2 separate regions of the Triticum aestivum genome follow, and region 2 is linked to region 1. The links are chromatin contacts, called in public Hi-C maps. All regions are on one chromosome and are shown on one strand. The core of a region is the stretch at or near the end of the contact, and the rest is flanking DNA. Distances in the headings are between cores, read along the strand shown. Region 1 has its middle 11 kb from the start of LOC123164560. Region 2 holds the start of LOC123169074 (probable xyloglucan endotransglucosylase/hydrolase protein 32).

Region 1 (6,958 bases), core at 1,091-3,590:
ACAGATTATATTAGTGCACTTGGGCCGAAGGTGGCCCAAAGACAGACAGCAAACACCGAAATTCTGATGGTTGTTATGGCCTCTTGATTTCCAATCCTGTTATGGGCCTCTTGGTTACCAATACCCAGAGTCAGTCCAACTGTTTGAACTGCCGGTGATCCCGCCCTACCAATAGCGGTGTTATTGGGCGAAGTTAATATGGGATTTGAAGCTGACCTTGATTGAGTCAAATGTTTCAAAAGTGGAAGAACGCGAGGATTAGACGAACTAATCATCACAACATCTTAGGGGTGGAGGAGGGAATTCTGGGGGTTTGAACAGCATAAACATATGACCTACGATCTTTGGATCGATCAACGAGGGTCCATTCATGATCTAACTCTCCTTGATTAAAGCCAGAATTCTTTGCGAAAATCCAGACCACCATTGCCTCAAAGAAAGAAACCCATATTAAAAAGCTCATTAGAGCAATTGCCACCTTTGATGATGGCAAAGCCCACATCTCTAGAAGAAACACTGAGTTTGAAAGAACAATTCTGCATGCAAGAAACCTTGAAGCGGGAGGCATGACCCCCGAAGCAAGATTGAAGGATGAGACTAACCGAGTCATTGTTGATTCACAGCTTGGATCTTGAGAGCTTAGCAACTAGGAAGAATTCCTTGAGATCACCTCCATCAAAGTGGTTGATCGGGACACCAAATTGCTTCCAGATGAATGCTTCAAAAGCCAAGCCAGGTTCGAACTTGAGATCGGAAAGGGCCATGGTGAGGAAGGTGTGGGTGGTCGCCGGCACCGGAGTGGCAACCGACAGGGAAGGGGTGGCCACCGTGGTCGGGGTGGCGCACGATGCTAGGAGGAGAGGAAGTCGAATTTTCATAAGGTCTCGATCCGCTAAATTGCTATTGATCCTCATATGCATGTCAAACGAAGGAGGCTGGACCGGGATGGGCAATTGGTGCACCCTGTTGGATGGTCGGCTCCCAACCACTGTCGCAGACACATCCGGATGTGTCCACGGCCGTCTGGTGTGTTTGACTTAATGAACCGCGTTGACCCTAAGCTTGCTTGTACAGTACCGCTACCAGTAGAAGTTAGAGTGACAAGTGATGGACGATGTTTACTAAAAGTAGTACGTACGGTACGTATGTAGTGTTGTTGTACCACCAGGGACCGGATATGTTCATATATTGTTCGTGCTTCCTTTTTTTTTGAGTAAAGGTGCATGAGATAACATCTGTTAGTTTCGACTTCGAAACGCGCGGTGAGCTCATGCTACGCATTCTGATGTGTTTTGCATCACCACTCCACTTGTGAAAGGAATAGTCAAACAGAGGCAGCACTGCTAGCTGCAATAATTGAAAATTAGGGTTTTGGAGTGGTAATTCTTAGCTCATCAATCATCACGCGTACAGGCCAGGGAATAGCTAGTGTCGGCGTCATTGGAAGGACTAGCTTTTGGAGAATGTGTGTGTGGCCTCAAAGCACATGCATACCATGTTAGGGCTACGCCTACGCTTGTCGCTGTCGGGTTGGGTACGTGGATTAGTCGTCACTAGCTAATTGCCTGAATCCCGGCAAAACGAGTCAAAGCAGAGCACATCACACATATACATATTGGCAAAAAAAGAAGTTGTTTTATAGCCCATTAAGGGATTAATCCTCTAACAAAATATGATCCAGGTTAGTTCAAAGGACCTAGTATTTTTTTCTGTGGATCGAAGGAGGGTCAATTCCCTCATGAAAACACTCTGGCAGTGCCGGCCGGCACACTACATAATTAGGCAGTACCTTTACTTTGTCCAGGGAATCTCACGTACGCGTTGCTTATGGTCGACGTCAGCAAGTTGCAACAACCACCTCGCACTTGGGGGTCGTATGTACGGCGGGGCAGCCATGCACACCCATTTCGCAATGAATACCCAATGTAGGTATGTGTTGCACGCGAGGATACGCAAGACATCCCACATGCACCCGCGCGTCGGTGCATGCGTAACGTGGCCTATTGGAGCAGAGCAATACCGCACAAGATCAACAGAGTCCAACTGGAAAGTTGATCAAGATAGCCACAAGAATACTACTCCCTCCGTTCCTAAATATAAGTCTTTGTAGAGATTTCACTATGAAGTAGATACGGATGTATCTAGATGCATTTTAGAGTATAGATTCACTCATTTTGTTCTGTATGTGGTCCATAGTGGAATCTCTTCAAAGACTTATATTTAGGAACGGAGGGAGTATTAGTTAATTATGTGGTAGTGCTCTTACGTACGTACAGTATATGGGTGCATAGAAGTTATGTAGTACATCTAACAAACTGGGGCCCCGCCACTTGAATTAAACAAATGTTGCATAGTGAGTCTGACCTTTAGCACAGTATGTGTATGTATGGACATGGACTGTATGCACGAGGGCTGAGGCCAAGTCCAACATTTCCGCCAAATACTGATCAACAGTCTTTCCTCCTTCCCCAGGGCCTCGTGGGCAACACATGCACAATTTGGCCTGGCCTCAGCTCATATGGCCCCTTTGAAAGTCCAGAAAGAAACCATACACACACAGCATATGCTTGCCCTGTAGAATAAGAGTCTCAGAGCAGGAAAAGTGTGCTTTCCGTGGGCTTGCTTGAGCACTTGTTCAGTGGCTTGTTTGCCGAGATAATTGCCCTAAATCGAGCCTCTTGTGATCACATGTAAGCTTTCCGTGCGTGCGTGCATGCATGTGAGGTGTTTTGGTTTTACGACCATCGAAATGGGTCGCTTTCATACTGTCGGTTGACGCCTGCCCGCTCTGATTATTCGGAGCATGTAATGATTGTTAACTCGTTGTGTGCATCGGCTTCCACAGGGAACCCGGCATGTTATCTGAACTCGGAATTGCGACTCCCCTGCCATTTACACACACACCGACGTCGACCCCCGCCGGTGGAGCATGCATGTTCGGGCCTCCACGTAGAGCGGACCGTATCTTTCAACAGTGCAATTATTAACGCAGAATTGGGGATGGTATCGTTTTGTGTAGTAGTATACTCGACCGACCACAATGGACGTAATCAGGAGCCTGTCGCAAATGCACTATTAAATGATGATTGGTCGACTGAGCTCTTGGTGGGCTCTGCGCGAGTGCTGATCTTTCATCGCCATTCAGTGAATTTTCAGACGCTCAGCCTGAGTGGGGAACCTCCCCGGTTCCATTTTTGCACTAAATTACTGAAAAAGGATTTCCCCGCTTTATATTATAAAGCAAACATCATTACATACATGCTAGCGAGCCGAACAAACACATGCCACCACGGCACACAACGAACACACTCAAGGCTAGATACAAAAGTGCCGAGCACCATCACACCACTCGAACACAACCAAGCACACAAAATATGAGCTATGAAGAACCACTTGGAGCCACCAAGGGGGTGAGATGGACCATGACGAAGCAAGAACTCCAAGACGGTGCCTCCCAGAAAGGTACGATCACGGATAGCCGCCACCGTCCGATCCGCAGACCAAGTTTTCACCCGGAGCGACGCAGGGGATGGGAGCACCACGACAGAGCCTTCAAGAAGGATACGACGTCCACGGACGCCGTCACCGATGGCCAAAAAAGGACTGGGCAAGTGATGAACCCCGGTGCTCGCACCCCGCTGACACACTCCTGCTCCGCCAACCACCCGCAGCCACATCCCCCGCGAAACCATGGCTGCCAGCCCGCACCTGAGAGGCTGAGACGCAGGTTCCGCCCCTGAATGACACGTCTCCCGCCGCTAGGGCCGCCGCCCAACATCCAGACACCCCCAAGACCATTCAAAGAGACCAACTTTGCACCAAAGGGACACCATTGACCGACGAACCGCAGCATACATCCTGCCTTGAACATCGCCGAAGCTGCGACAGCCAACACGCGGCCAGGGATAGGGGGAGGTGGGGGAGCGGACGCATCCGGACCGGCACACCCCTGTGCCAGTGACGGGGGCCCGAGCATGTCGGCGCCACCCATCCCTCTAGCCAGCCTCCCCACCGGACACACCATTGTGCCGCCCCACCTTGGCGGAAAACGCAGCACCGCGCAAGGCCACCGACGCAGACCCGACTACCGGCAAGGGGGGCCCCAAGTACAACCTCCGAACGCCAAGAATACTCACCGGGGAGCCCATCTACCCTGCCGTCGTCGTCCAGCCGGCGGGACGACTGGATCCCGACCAGCATGCCCACTAGCCAGCGCCGCTGCGCCTCCACCACCACCAGCCAAGGCCACGGTAGGGGCGGACGCCCGCAGCCCAAGCCGTCTGCGGCCCTCACCGTCTAGGCCCAGATCTGGCCGAGCCGCCGTCGGAGCCCGCCGCGCACCACCTCCGTTGCAGCCCCTTCACGCCGCCGCCCACAACTCGCGTCACCGCCGCCGGCTGCTGCCGCCACGCCGCCGCCCCCCGAGAAAACGCCGCGCCGCCGTCCGACCCGGAAGCCCGCGCTTGCCGGACCGAGAGGGGGAAGGAGAGGGCCACGCCGCCGCCAGCACTGGCCGGGCTTTGCCCGCCAGTACGTCAAGGCGGCGGCTAGGGGAGGGAGGCTCGAGGAAGGGGGGCTGGAGGCGGCACCCCGGGCGCTCGTGGGAGCGCCGCGGGAGGAAGGGGGAAGCCGTCGGGCCTGTTGGTGATGTTGAGAAGAGGTAATAATTTGCACTAAATTAAATCCTTGCATTTGTTCCAACAGCACAGTTCAACAGAAAGAAAGAGACACAAGCGCACCGGCAGGCCTGAAACACGATCGAGATAATGAGGGCACGTCCTCTCTCGCCCGCCCACTTCAGCATCGCGGAGGTTGTATTCGCCTCTTTGCGCTGTCCCACTAGCGCAAGGCCGCATGCAGAAGTCTGGGAGTGAAGGCTAGGGTTACAGGAACCACACATCTACGGAATTGTGCCAAAAACCACTAATTTTTTGTCTATTTTTTTGCAAAAAACACTAGTTGACTGCTTTAGCCCATTTAATGATGATTATGACAGGTGGAGCCCACTTTTGTTGACGTGGCGTAACGGTTCGAGATGAACGTCGTTAGATGCTTTTTTTTGCCAAAACCCCCCCAAACTCTGCTCGCTGCTCAGCCGATGTATGAACTCCCCCCGCCGCCGGCGGCATGCCCTGCTAACGTCGCCGCCCCTCCCTCCCCGGCCTGCCGCTGTCTTCAAGCTAGATCCGCCGCCGTCGCCAAGCATATCAGGCGAGGGAGGCCGTCGCGAAGAGGGAGGCCAGCGCCGCCCCATGCCCGTCCCTCTCCGACGCCGCTCCACGCCGGTCCCTCTCAGGCGCCACCCCATGCTTGTCCCTCTCCGACGTCGCCCCACGCCGGTCCCTCTCCGGCGTCGCCCCATGCCCATCCCTCTCCGGCGCCGCCCGACCTGCATCACGGGAGATGGGCCGCCCCTGTCTACCGGCGCACGACCCCGGGGCCGCCCCTGTCCACCGGCGCACCACCTGGCGACGTCCATGTCCGCCTGCGGACGACCCTGGGGCCACCCCTGTCTGCCGGCGCACGACCCTCGAGCACGCCCCGCCGCACGACCCAGACGAGGTCATCAACCCCCTGCTGTTGTGGCTCATCTGCGGCGGCGACCCAGGCAGGAGCTTGCGGCGGCTTCGGCCATGGAGGCAAGCGGCGCCGCGCGCCCCCTCGCCGGCGACAAGAACCATGGCCGGCCGGGGTAATGCTGCTCTGCTCGCCTGCTCGGGGAGACAAATCAAGGAGCTGATTGCTTTTTTTGATTTTTGACTAAGGGGATCTTTGTAAAATTATAGTGTCTGTTTTGTAAGTCTAGAAAACTCCTCATCTAACGGCGTCTAACTTAACCGTTACGCCACGTCATCATTTACGTGACCCACCTGTCATAACCATGCTCAAAACGATCTAAGCCGTCAACTAGTGTTTTTTGCAAAAAATTAGACAAAAAATTAGTGGCTTTTGGCACAATTCCGTAGATGTGCGGTTTCTGCAACCCTAGCCTGAAGTGTCGATGTTTTTTGCAATTCACTCGAAGTCTGGTGTGAGAGCATGTCTAGCCCACTTCTATCCTATATCTTTTTCGAGGAAAAGCCCACTTCTATCCTGTAACTAGATGACTTGTTGGGTTTATAGCACAAAGACCAAATGCAACAAGAAAGTTAGGCGGATTATTAGAAAGAAAATTTTAACGAATCATCAAAAAGTATGATGTTAATTTATGAGATGATAGCCTACGACGTGATGTTAGTTTAATTCAGTTGAATTGGTTTTGCTTGCCGTGGGAAAGTAACAGCGTCAAATGCAACCTAGAAGTTCATTCAAAAAAAAAGGCAACCTAGAAGTTGAGCAACGTATACGAAATCAGTTTTACTAAAGCACATCTAAGTCCTATATCATTGATTTTACATCGAGATTCGTGTGGATATTTTTCTTTTTTTTCATCTTTATGCTTGATTCACTCACTTAGATGTGCAATAATTAGAGCACATCTAAATGTGCCCTAAACACATCCATATGAAATATGTTTTCATGAATTATTTATCGTACTGTGACATTGATTTATGGAATGACGATCTGCAACTGCAATGACAGCAACGGGTCAACCACACAGGCAATCACACTTCCTATTGGACCTTTAAATCAATGCACATGCATCGTACTCCCTTCGTTCCAAATTATTCGTCGTGGTTTTAGTTCAAATTTGAACTAAAACCACGACGAGTAATTTGGAATGGAGGGAGTAGAATTTTAGCCCTAGTTCTTTCGGATACAATTCGATCATACATAAAATGTGTATCCGGACCCCTACATGCCTGTGAACAAACATACAGATGACCACACAAGAAACCACATACAATCATAGGCACGGTGGTATAATAGCGTTACATAAAACAAGCACATGACCGCACAGTTATTTAGATATAGTAATCCAGGGTTCACAACCCAACGAACAACGATTTACAACTCT
Region 2 (6,990 bases), core at 1,372-3,871, 320 kb before region 1:
ATTTTGTAAAATATTTAATTAATGAAAACAAAAAACAGAAAAAACACGCTTGAGGAGGCCACGTGGTCCTTGGGTCGGCCCTGCTTGCGAACCTCATGTGGGAGTTGCCGCGGGTTGCAAATAGCCCCCTCCCTCCAATGGGCTAGGCAGGGCGGAGCCAGCTGGACTAGGTCGCATTGGATAATGTCGATATAGCCTGCTTGATACGGCCGGACGCGCGATTTTTTTGGAGGAGTGTAACAGGCCGATGCAGATGAGCCAACCGCTTGCTACGACTCAAATTTGGCCGCTGCTGATCTGTTTACAACCTTATTTAGACTAGGTATAAGTTGGTAGGCCATTATTTAGACTAGACATAAGTTGGTAGGTCATCACATGTGGTAGGGGTGGCCGGACCAATCGTGACGAGTGGTCAAAGGCCTGTCTGATGGCCTCGGCGGGCTTGCCGTCGACTGCATTGATTTAGTACATGACGAAGATCGTCCATAGTCATATGCCTCAAAGATATAGCCATGTTGTTGAACCTTGTTAACAAATTTTGATGTCGTTGCTCGTGCTTATGTGATTGCATATTTTCGACGAATTGACCCGCCCACGCTTACACCCACCGGCTTTGGACTCGATCAAACCATGTCTTTGAAGCAATCGTATAAATAAATCACAAATATGGAGAACATATTAGAGCAGTCTGTATTACAGTGGGCATGCACGACAGTATGTCATGAATCATGCGCCTTTGCCCCTTCGGGGCATACATACATGTGAAACGAAAAGCAGGCACCAACCAAAACGAAAGAGATGGGAAGACACGAGACCCTTTTTGGCAATATGCCAACGACCAACGCCTCAACCACCAGCCTAGCTCATGCTCAGCCACAGGCAGGCAGGCAGCAGCGGTAGGGCAGCCACACCCTTTACTCTTTGAGATCCAAACCAAAAAGAAGAAGCAAAGTGTAGGCAGGAGCTCGTAGTAGGAGCACTGTAGCAAGCAAAACACACGACGAAATTAATCAAGACACGCGCGCCACCGTTGGTTCACGGGCTCTTCAGCACTCCGGCGTGAGCGAGCGGTCCCTCCGGAAGTCCTGGCAGTAGTAGTAGACCATGTGGCGCTGCTGCGCCCACCGCATCGCCGCGTACTGCTGCCGCGTGAGCCCCGTGCCGACGGGGGACGCCCGGGCCGGGCGGCAAGAGGGCGGGGCGCCGGGCCCGCACCCGGCGACCACGAAGCGGTCGAAGCGCGCCACGAACGGCTGGTAGCGGTAGTCCGCCCTGTACCTGCCGTGGTCGGTGGCCCAATCGGAGGCGTCCCAGATGGAGCCGTACGCCCACATCGGGCGGTCGGGGAAGGTGAGCTCCGTCTTGCGCTCGTACCGCCGGATGGGCACGTCGTCCACGAAGAAGGTGATGGCGTCCGGGTTCCAGAGGATGGCGTAGTTGTGGAAGCCGGCGGCGGGGTCGAACCAGAGGTGGAACCGCATCTCCCGCCCGATGATCCGCCCGTCGCCGCTGCCGCGGACGTACACGTTGGTCTGCAGCGTGTAGGGCTCGCCGGGGATGGTGCCCAGGAACTCCATGTCGATCTCGTCGTGGAACCCCGGGTGTGCCTCGTTGTTGGACAGCTGTGCGCGCGTATCAATTAACCTGTTACTACTGGTACTAACTAACGCTGCGTTATTTAGAGAATATTTGTAGCAGTGCTTACGTAGAAGGCGGTGTTGGTGCCGGCGGTGTAGCCGGCGGGGAGCTTGATGCGGGTGGCGAAGTAGCCGTTCCTGTACGCATGCTTCGACTTGAACCCGCTCCCTGCATAGATCAGATGTGAGGTGAGGGAATGTGCACCAACATAATCAAGTCCACGGATTAGCATGAGAGTTACCGCATGGGACATGTGGTTAGCAAAATCAAAATTCATATAGATTAGCATGAGAGTTAACAACAGTAATCTATCACTGCTGCCACGTACGTGGGCCCGAACCGCACTGTGTCTATCGCTGCGCGATGCACAGGCCGGGGGCTCCCCCAGTACCAAAAAGAAAAACGCACTGTGTCTGTGTTTCAGATTCGACATAAGTGACACCGACGATTCAACATGGCGCTAGTGATGTCTCTTTCGCTACAACACAAGCCTGAATAGTGAATTCACGTAGTACGTGCGTCGGTGACACTGTTGACAAAAAACAAGAGCCAAGTATATAGGAGTACATGCATATGCATGCACCTAAACTAGAATTAAAAAACAATTCGCAGTCTTTCCAGAGATGCGCAAAGAAAAAAAAATGCACATACCGCAGGTCTTGTCGAGCCAGATGGTGATGGCTGAATGGTCGCCGGAGAGCGTCTGGTGCTGCGGGCCCCACTTGTTGCGGTACCCGCGGTTGAACGCCACTGGCCGGAACCTCGAGCTCGGGTAGTAGCCGGGAGAAGGCTGCGCGTCGGATGAGGCCACCGCCATTGCCAGGAGCAGCAGCGCCATGGCCGGGAGCATGGAGAGGCTGGCCATTGTTGCTCCGCCAAGCAAGCTAGCTAGGACTAGGAGCTAGACTAAATGCTCCCTCCCAATGAGAGGAGATCGAGTGTACACTTGGTAGCCAAGCGAGCTGCTTTGGTGAGAGTGTATGTCCGTGTGGAGACAATATATAGGAGGGCGACAGAGAAAGCAAGTGACCAGATTGGCCCACTCACGCAAGAGGGAGTTGGGTAGTGATGAGGCAGTGTGAGTAAATGATAAATGCGAATGCAGGTCGATCCATGGAAGGTGAATGTACCCACCACGTCTTCTCACCTTAATTTCACCTGACCTGCTGGCGAAGGACGCTGCATTTGGCAAGTGCCAGTACCTAGAGCCAAAGTGCTTTCTAAGGGCAACTCCAACGCCGTGGATCAAAACGCGTAAAAGTCGGAACAACGTGGTTCAAACACTTTTTGTCATGCAATGTCGATCATCGAATGTCCACGGCTTGGTCTAGACCTCCGAATTCCAAAGTTGAGGAGGACTGTGAGCATCCGGACATCACTCATATAGGTGTCCAACACCCTAGACCCAGCCAAACGGAGCCGGAACCCGCACATTCGGACAACTCGAACACCGTCTTCGCGTGAAAGCCTGCCCTTTTCTCACTCTCCTGGCACCGATCGCCGCCGCCCACCGCCCAGTTCTCACCAGTTTCACCGCCCATCAACGCGTTGGAGCCGATCGAGATGTTAGTCATCACGGCAAAGTCAGAAGACCTATTGGTGATGACCACCCGCAAGGCCAACACGGCGTCACACCACGCCCGCTGCCATAAACAGAAGAAGAGGAAGGAAACTTTGGCGGCGGCCAGTCACCTAGTACCTCCTCCGCTGAAGCGTGTGGCCCGACGGGTCACTGTCATGCAAACATCGACCGCGCAATCGCCGCTGCCTTGGTCGACGTAGCTGTATCCGTCATACTACTACACCACCCAGCATCCCGGTCCACAACTACAGTCCGCATCCACCGTCATCGTCTGCCATCAAGTGTCGTTCATCGTCGACCTCAACGGGGAGTACACCTTCACGGAGCCTCAGTAGTAGTCGTCAGCGCTTGTCCATTTGCGGATGATGGTTGTGCCTCCCTTTCCACTCGATGCGCATTCTCTATTTGCCGGCATCTCTCTGTTGGGGAACGTAGCATGCAATTTCTGAAAATTCCTACGATCACGCAAGATCTATCTAGGAGATGCATAGCAACGAGAGGGGGAGAGTGTGTCCACGTACCCTCGTAGACCGAAACGGAAGTGTTAGCTTAACGCGGTTGATGTAGTCGAACGTCTTCGCGATCCAACCGATCAAGCACCGAACGTACGGCACCTCCGAGTTCTGCACACGTTCAGCTCGATGATGTCCCTCAAATTCTTGATCCAGCAATGTGTCAAGGAAGAGTTTCGTCAGCACGACGGTGTGGTGATGGTGATGTGATCTACGCAGGGCTTCGCCTAAGCACTACGACAATATGACCGAAGGAGTAAATGCTGGAGGGGGTCACCGCACACGGCTAAGAAACAATTGATGTGCTTTGGGGTGCCCCCTGCCCCCGTATATAAAGGAGGGAGAGGGAGGGGGCCGGCCTAGGGGAAAGGGGGAAGGAGAGGGAGAGGGAGAAGGAAAGGGGGGCCGCGCCCCTCCCCTTGTCCAATTCGGACTCCCCGTGCGGGGGAGGGGGGGCACCCCCTTGTGGGCTGCCCTCTCTCTCCCCTATGGCCCATGAGGCCCATTACTTTCCCCGGGGGGTTCCGGTAACCCCTCGGTACTCCGATAAATATCTGAAGCACTCCGAAACCATTCCGGTGTCCGAATACTATCGTCCAATATATCAATCTTTACCTCTCGGCCATTTCGAGACTCCTCGTCATGTCCGTGATCTCATCCGGGACTCCGAACAATCTCCAGTCAACAAAACACATAACTCATAATACAAATCATCATGAAACGTTAAGCGTGCGGACCCTACGGGTTCGAGAACTATGTAGACATGACCGAGACACATCTCCGATCAATAACCAACAGCGAAACCTAGATGCTCATATTGGTTCCTACATATTCTACGAAGATCTTTATCGGTCAAACTGTAATGACAACATACGCCATTCCCTTTGTCATCGGTATGTTACTTGCCCGAGATTCGATCGTCGGTATCCTCATACCTAGTTCAATCTCGTTACCGGCAAGTCTCTTTACTCGTTCTGTAATGCGTCATCCCGCAACTAACTCATTAGTCACATCGCTTGCAAGGCTTATCATGATGTGCATTACCGAGAGGACTCAGAGATACCTCTCCGATACTCGGAGTGACAAATCCTAATCTCGATCTATGCCAACCCAACAAACACCTTCAGAGACACCTGTAGAGCATCTTTATAATCACCCAATTACGTTGTGGCGTTTGATAGCACACAAGTTGTTCCTCTGGTATTCGGGAGTTGCATAATCTCATAGTCAAAGGAATGTGTATAAGTCATGAAGAAAGCAATAGCAATAAAACTTAACAATCATTATGCTAAGCTAACAGATGGGTCTTGTCCATCACATCATTCTCCTAATGATGTGATCCCGTTCATCAAATGACAACACATATCTATGGTCAGGAAACTTAACCATCTTTGATTAACGAGCTAGTCAAGTAGAGGCATACTAGGGACACTTTGTTTTGTCTATGTATTCACACATGCATCAAGTTTCCGGTTAATACAATTCTAGCATGAATAATAAACATTTATCATGATATAAGGAAATATAAATAACAACTTTATTATTGCCTCTAAGGCATATTTCCTTCAGTCTCCCACTTGCACTAGAGTCAATAACTAGATTACATAGTAATGATTCTAACACCCATGGAGTCTTGGTGTTGATCATGTTTTGCTCGTGGACGAGGCTTAGTCAACGGGTCTGCAACATTCAGATCCGTATGTATTTTGCAAATCTCTATGTCTCCCTCCTTGACTTGATCACGGATGGAGTTGAAGCGTCTCTTGATGTGTTTGGTTCTCTTGTGAAATCCGGATTCCTTCGCTAAGGCAATAGCTCCATTATTGTCACAAAAGATTTTCACTGGACCTGATGCACTAGGTATTACACCTAGATCGGATATGTACTCATTCATTTGCTGCTTCCGAAGCAGCTATGTACCCTGCTTCACACGTAGATCCCGCCACGACGCTCTGCTTGGAACTGCACCAACTGACAGCTCCACCATTCAATATAAATACGTATCCGGTTTGCGACTTAGATTCATCCGGATCAGTGTCAAAGCTAACCATTTACGACGAGCTCTTTGTCACCCCCATAAACGAGAAACATATCCTTAGTCCTTTTCAGGTACTTTAGGATGTTCTTGACCGTTGTCTAGTGATCCATTCCTGGATTACTTTGGTACCTCCCTGCTAAACTTATAGCAAGGCACACATTAGGTCTGGTACACAGCATTGCATACATGATAGAACCTATGGTTGAGGCATAGGGAATGACTTTCATTTTCTCTCTATCTTCTGCAGTGGTCAGGCATCGAGTCTGACTCAACTTCACACCTTGTAACACATGCAAGAACCATTTCTTTGACCGACCCATTTTGAACTTCTTCAAAACTTTATCAAGGTATGTGCTTTGTGAAAGTCCAATTAAGAGTCTTGATCTATCTTTATAGATCTTGATGCCCAATATATAAGCAGCTTCACCGAGGTCTTTCATTGAAAAATTCTTATTCAAGTATCCTTTTATGCTATCCAGAAATTCTATATCACTTCCAATCAATAATATGTCATCCACATATAATATTAGAAATGCTACAGAGCTCCCACTCACTTTCTTGTAAATACAGGCTTCTCCGAAAGTCTATATAAAACCATATGCTTTGATCACACTATCAAAGCGTATATTCCAACTCCGAGATGCTTGCACCAGTCCATAAATGGATCGCTGGAGCTTGCACACTTTGTTAGCACCTTTAGGATCGACAAAACCTTCTGGTTGCATCATATACAACTCTTCTTTAAGAAATCCATTAAGGAGTGCAGTTTTGACGTCCATTTGCCAAATTTCATAATCATATAATGCGGCAATTGCTAACATGATTCGGATAGACTTAAGCATCGCTATGGGTGAGAAGGTCTCATCGTAGTCAACTCCTTGAACTTGTCGAAAACCTTTCGCAACACGTCGAGCTTTGTAGACAGTAACATTACCATCAATGTCAGTCTTCTTCTTAAAGATCCATTTATTCTCTATGGCTTGCCGATCATCGGGCAAGTTAACCAATGTCCATACTTTGTTCTCATACATGGATCCCATCTCAGATTTCATGGCCTCAAGCCATTTCGCGGAATCTGGGCTCATCATCTCTTCCTCATAGTTTGAAGGTTTGTCATGGTCTAGTAACATGACTTCCAGAACAGGATTACCATACCACTCTGGCGCGGAACGTACTCTGGTTGACCTACGAGGTTCGGTAGTAACTTGATCTGAAGTTTC

Evidence for each region. A called contact is a pair of places that touch in the nucleus more often than the background predicts.
Region 2: a contact with region 1 is called in a Hi-C map of leaf, with 5 times the contacts expected there. The contact joins the promoter of LOC123169074 here to the enhancer-like site in region 1. A contact is called at or near these places in 2 of 5 Hi-C or Micro-C datasets (both in leaf).

What each region holds. Positions count from the first base shown.
Region 1 is chr7D:464,343,538-464,350,495 of IWGSC CS RefSeq v2.1, reverse strand. No RefSeq gene overlaps it. Among protein-coding and RNA genes, the nearest start is that of LOC123164560, 11 kb to the right of the region's middle. Within about 2 kb of position 2,340, at least 2 of the 8 cell types and tissues checked have an H3K27ac peak or open chromatin away from gene starts, as enhancers often do. A contact at or near this core is called in leaf, where this site is marked.
Region 2 is chr7D:464,661,144-464,668,133 of IWGSC CS RefSeq v2.1, reverse strand. It overlaps LOC123169074 (probable xyloglucan endotransglucosylase/hydrolase protein 32), which reads right to left and starts at 2,621. Exons shown (of 3, transcript XM_044586922.1): 1 at 2,290-2,621; 2 at 1,706-1,806; 3 at 634-1,622. The coding sequence starts at 2,503. The coding sequence ends at 1,047.